Linked DNA regions of Mus musculus: region 2 is linked to region 1. A link is a contact called in public HiChIP or PLAC-seq data. All regions are on one chromosome and are shown on one strand. The core of a region is the stretch at or near the end of the contact, and the rest is flanking DNA. Distances in the headings are between cores, read along the strand shown. Region 1 overlaps Dync1i1 (dynein cytoplasmic 1 intermediate chain 1). Region 2 has its middle 6.6 kb from the start of Gm34871.

Region 1 (2,883 bases), core at 140-2,639:
TATGCTCAGTAAAATGGTATATTCTCCCCTTTCCTCTCCTCATGGTGAATTTGTAAGGATAAACAACCCTACAAATTGTTTGGCCTATTATATGTCACAGAGATTTTTCTATAGCCTGTCTAGACTCCAGACAATAGGCGAGACTGGCCTCTAGCTACAGACATTTCTGTAGCCTGTAATATCACTTAGAAAAGCAAGGGCAGTAATACAAAAATGAAAACCAGCCTGACCTGCAGTGATAGCAGACACATGAGCACTGCCACCCTTCACAGTTTAGAGATGATGATAGTGTCCTAGAAAGATGTTGAGCAGCTATACATGCCAGCCCAAGCAACTTTTGCAAAATCAAATATACTCTCCAGGTAGCATCATATCCCAGTCACTGTGGGCACAAGCTATCAATGTACCTTATTGCAGGAAATGATGTCCATGATAGGCTGGTTCTTTTCTTAGCCGAGCTGTGTCTCTATACCTATGTAATATTTCTATAAGCATAGAGGTCTTTCAGGAGGCTTTTATGAGATAAACCAGATTGTTACGCTAGCTAGAACAAAAGGGAAAACAAGTAATGTGTACTACCTAAAGAAAGTTAGTGGACAGTATGCATTTGAGAGTCAGAGAAGGGATTGAATACTTCGACTATCTTCTGCTCTTTCTGGGCAGTTTTCACCTTTATTTTTCTCCTCCAAAAAACAGTTGTTATCAAGGAAAGAAGGAAGGAAGGAAGGAAGGAAGGAAGGAAGGAAGGAAGGAAGGAAGGAAGGAAGGAAGGAAGGACACACAAGAGAGAAAAAAGAAACCATGTTTAATTGTCCCTTGTTCTCTCTTCTCTCTCTCTCTCTCTCTCTCTCTCTCTCTCACACACACACACACACACACACACACACACACACACACACACACGTTTGAGGAAAGAGATCAACAATAAATATTGGTTTTGTTGTTTAGTCTTATCTGGGTGAAGACCATGAAGAAGTACATCAAACATAAAGAAACTTCACAGCAGAAAACATGGCTAGAGAATCATGGGTAATAAATATTTCTGGCTCAAATGTCATTCGCTTTCCAAAGCTTCAAATGGTGGGGCACCTGGCCATCTGGATCTTCACCGTGTAGGCCAGTGTTGATCGTCTCTGCCACCTTGCCTATCTTAACTTGTGGCATCAGGAATAACTAGGGCAGGGGAAGAGAGTCTAACTACAGGACAGCCAAGAGGTGTTTAAGTGTTGTATTTAGCATTTTGCATGCTAGGATGGAAAGCCCCATCTCTAAAGTTATTCAGTTTCTATGCCCAGCTGAAATCTGAAAACCGTGTTTAGCTTGTGGCAGCACAATGAGCTGTAGAACAGCACATTATATAATGTTCCATCAGAGGCTCCTCTGCTCAGCAACCAGCTGGGATTCTCAGAGTCCCATGATGCTGACTGGTGAAACTGAAGACGTCTCCTCAGTGAGATCAGCTCAGCTAGTCTACCAGGTAGTCACAGAGCACTTTCAGGCCTAGCACACTATGCATACAAACTTGGTCTGTTTTCTCTTCAGAATGCAAATGTAGATTCAAATTATGCCTAAGTAAACGTATACAACACTTTTAGTTACCTTTCCTGTATTTTCTTTGTCTTTAAGAGAAAAACAAAACAAAACAAAAATCCTTACCCTTACTAGAAATCAAGGTTTTTAAATAAATACTTTCTCAAGAAGTAAAAGAAAACTGATTTAAACACCACAATTGATCAGCAATGGCAGAGTGAAGATAGGACACAAGTGCAGAATTTTTCTGGAGTAAAAGATGTATTATTTTCTCGTTGATACATGCCATGGCATTCTCTTTATATCTTAATTTTACATGTCATATAATAAGACATACCAAAAGAGGCACAGGTCCTACATGATAATGTCATAAATGTCAAAAGTTATATAAAATTGATTCGTCTCAGTCGTCTTAGTTGGAAGCACTGTACTTCAATAGTATGAGTTTGAATCAGGATTCTAAATACTATTTCACTGTCTCGGAGTGAACGGTGCATTACAAGTTCAACCCTAGCATGAGTTTGGCCAGCTTTAGTCACCGACAGCATCCCATGTCAGCTTCTGCCTGCCAAGCTGGGGTTTCTACCACACAAACAGAAAGAGTCCAGATCATTCACGAAAGTGTCCTGTGCATGGAGACACGGGCCAAATTAGACCCCAAGGAGGTGTCTCCAAACTCACACTGAAGTCAACGGAAACTTGCAAACGCAATAGAGAGCGTTCTCGTGGCTCGGAAAGTCTTGTTAATAGTTCCAGCAGGTCTTTAAAGTGGAAACACAAGCCAAACTCCTGTCCCCAAACAAAACAGAACAAAAAATACGTACCTCTCCAACATCGTAGATCCAAATGCGGCCTTCTGAGTCCCCTACCGCAACTTCCTTGCCACCCTGTGCCCAACGAACTCGGTTTAGGGCAGATGCTCCTTCAATGGCCACACTTGCTGTTGGCACCTGCCAAAGGGGTTATGACATGAAAAATGAATATGAATTTAACTATACTAATATGCAGTGATGTGTTTTACTCCACAACTGCCTTCCAGTGCACAAAGCCACTTCTACCCATGAGAAAGGGTGAACAGGATTCATTGTTCTGGAATCATACGCTCCACTGACTTAGGGAGTAGAAAAGAGAAACAAAAAGGGAAAAATGGATATACTTTCCCACCGTCGTGGCAGCCAGCAGCAGGATTTTGTCAAGTGTATGTCCAGCATAGAAGCATGCCAGCTAAATGCAACGTTTGACCATCAGATCATGCGGGATATGTCGGGGGACAGGGAGATGCTTGCTGTTTTACAGAGATTGAGGATCTATAAAAGGCAATGGTAGGGTAGGAAAACAGTCAGTTGCTCAAAC
Region 2 (2,883 bases), core at 113-2,612, 750 kb before region 1:
AGATTTTCATGTATTCAGCAACCCACACCTTGCTATTGGGCGGATGTTTCTTTAACACCATACATCTACAGGTCTCTGAGAGGTGTGTTTTAAGCACCAGAGACTTTCACACAGAATACCTTGAGTTTCCATTGTACAGAGATCCAAGGAATTATACTATAGTGAAAGGAGGTCAAGAGCAAAGAGAAACACATTAGATTCTGGACCTATTTCTTCTTGAAAAGTCATGATTTCTGAGAGTCTTATATTCTGCTGTCCAGGAGCAACAGGTTAGTGGACTCCTTCTGATTTCACTTGCGAAGAACAAACCTTTCATAGAATGCCAGCATCTAGAAGGCCCTGGTTTGATCTCTGGTGATAGTCTTGACTCTACTTCTACAAAGGTACCTTGGTATAGAATCTTGTGAGTGATGAATGTCACATCATCACTTGGCAGAGCAGAGAAAAGAATGTAAATGCTCTCAGCTAGTTCATTCCAGCCACATTATAACCTCGCATCTACTGATCAGTCTAGAGCGCTCCTGATTTAGTCCCCAAGTACCCTACTTCTTAATCCTGATACAAAAGGGATTTCAGATTGAAGCCCAGATGTTTATGGGACATTTGCATCATACCATCTTCTTGTGTGAATTATCTCAAAATTCAGGAAGAAGATCAGGTAAGTTTGTTATCATCTTTCCATGGAGTAATCAATGCAGGGAGATAGTATAAAGGAAGCTTTTATTATAATATTCTTATTCTGGGACCATTAAGGAATGCCAATCAGTTATTAATTAATACTTCTATAGTCTTCTGCATTACTTAAAAGAGACTTGCATATTCAGGACTAAGATTTGCATATGTACATGATTTAAAGACGAGCAGAGTACATCTTTTTTGGTTTATTTGTGTCTCATTTCCGTGATGCCTAGAATCTGTTGAACCTAAGGTTGTCAGACTCAACAGGGAGACATGTCTTTTGTAAACAGACACACAGCCATTCTTTCAGAACAGCTTCAGCTTCTCAAATGAAGGGAAACAACGCCAGACTCCACTTCCTAATCCCGGGTATTTCTAATTAGCTGTAGAATTCTTTCCACTCCAAATGGCTCCAGGCACTCAACTACAACAGCAATCCAAACTGGTTTTTCATTTTTGTGAAGTCATCTCTGTTGTGTTCTTGTTATGTGTTGTGTGAACCTCTGCCCAGCTGTTTGCCAGAAATGGTTAAGTGCTGCTTGTTACTTTTGGGGTGGTTCATACCTGAGGCAAAATCAAGGAAAGAAACATGAAATTTCTTGTACTACTTCAGGTTAATTAGCTGTGTGTCGAGGCTTAAGTGTTCAGCTTTGGGGTGGTTCTTCTCTTCCTATCCAGATTTATGTAACTTGAGCAGAAGTTATGATATTGTTAGTGGCATTTTTGGATATATACTTCTATGAATATACATAGATGAATGTGATTTTAGTTTATGACTTTTTTCTTTTTTTATATATAACAGAGCAGACAAGAAGGAGACCAGAGTCAGCAAAATCACACATAGTTGAGAAAATCTAAGACTATTCTCTAAGTACGGTTAGGGTGATTTTCATGTCTCTGAAAGTAAAAAATCTAAATCAATATTTCCTTAATGTTGCTAATGTTTTATATTCAAGGAATATAAGGAAACTGTGGGAAGGATAACCACAATTCAAATAGATTTTAGTTGCTCATAGTTCTTAACATGATATAGTCACTGTTTGAGGAGAATGACATTTAATAATTTTAAAACCAAAAGAGCTACATGTTGGCTTTAGTACTGGGCCAGGAGTAAACAAAGGCACAGCTGGTTGTCTATGCAATCAATTTAAGATAATTTATCATGCTGCAAGGTAATTATGAAACCAATAGATATTTTCATAAAACAGAGCTTATATTCTCCTGTAGAGAGAGATGTATCATTAGGAAGTTGCTGAGACGTCTCTTCAGACATTGTTAACCCTATCAGTCCGGGAACTCCCAGACTGTTCTTCTGTTCAGATAGGAACTCAAGCAGAGCTGGGGCCAGGTGATCGCAGAGTCTTCCTCCCTGTGGCTGACAGTCTTCAGAGAGTATAGCATCCAAGTGAGAGCTAACACTAGTGACAGCGGTTCCTCTGGTCTCATGCCTTTGTTGGAACTCAGTCAGTTTAGAGTAAAAAATGGCAGTAAGGAGTGGCAATAAGTAGATGATAATTTGTAGTATGTTGAGCCTTTAGCATCTCTGGATTCTACCTAGTGCATATTACTTCCTCAGCAGGGATTGCCATGCCATCGGAGCTGAATTTTACAAATGCATCGTGAATATTAAGAATCGTTTTTAGTGTAGATGTGGGTAGTGGGGATACCTCTGATTTGAACCACAGACAGGTGAACAGCAAGACTAAGAATGTATGCTGTAATGACCCCATCTTTTTATGTTTATTGTAGATGTGTGCACTAGTTTCCTTTCTAAGTATGTGGGAGAATAGAGATAATTTCTGGGAAACCCCACTGCTCACCTCTGTGGACATTGGCATCAGCAGAGCATCACAGTGTAGTCAAAGCCACTGGAAATAGCTGGTACTGCATAGGAAACTGTGGGGACAGGAGAGTATAATTGAATTTGTCTTTGGTCTTCTGAAATCTCAGCCACCCGAGGTCTTCAGGGCTAACTTTTTCCATTTCCTCCCTCAAGAAACCAAACCTAAGAACCAATTTAAAGATGCCCCTTCAGTACCAATTCCTCCGGTGAAATGTATAAGTGTTTCAGATATAGAAAGGAGGCCGCGCAGCATGGAATTGGGTAGTAAGGTAGGAAAGGGCAGAAAAATTATAAGGTATGTCTTCATCCTTTCTGAGTGTGTGGATAGTCATTTGGATAGAAAATAGTGACAGGTGAGTCTA

The links. HiChIP or PLAC-seq counts read pairs in DNA pulled down with a chosen protein or histone mark.
Region 2: a contact with region 1 is called in an H3K27ac HiChIP or PLAC-seq map of SST interneurons, with 7 times the contacts expected there. The contact joins two enhancer-like sites. A contact is called at or near these places in 1 of 484 Hi-C or Micro-C datasets (cortical neurons), 2 of 115 datasets of contacts at active chromatin or transcription factors (SST interneurons and embryonic basal ganglia) and 2 of 9 other capture datasets (embryonic tail and embryonic trunk).

What each region holds. Positions count from the first base shown.
Region 1 is chr6:6,010,052-6,012,934 of GRCm38.p6, reverse strand. It overlaps Dync1i1 (dynein cytoplasmic 1 intermediate chain 1), which reads right to left. Exons shown (of 17, transcript NM_010063.4): 16 at 2,355-2,480. Among named protein-coding and RNA genes, the nearest start is that of 1700019G24Rik, 34 kb to the right of the region's middle. Within about 2 kb of position 1,389, at least 7 of the 459 cell types and tissues checked have an H3K27ac peak or open chromatin away from gene starts, as enhancers often do. A contact at or near this core is called in SST interneurons, where this site is marked.
Region 2 is chr6:6,764,075-6,766,957 of GRCm38.p6, reverse strand. No RefSeq gene overlaps it. Among named protein-coding and RNA genes, the nearest start is that of Gm34871, 6.6 kb to the right of the region's middle. Within about 2 kb of position 1,362, at least 1 of the 459 cell types and tissues checked has an H3K27ac peak or open chromatin away from gene starts, as enhancers often do. A contact at or near this core is called in SST interneurons, where this site is marked.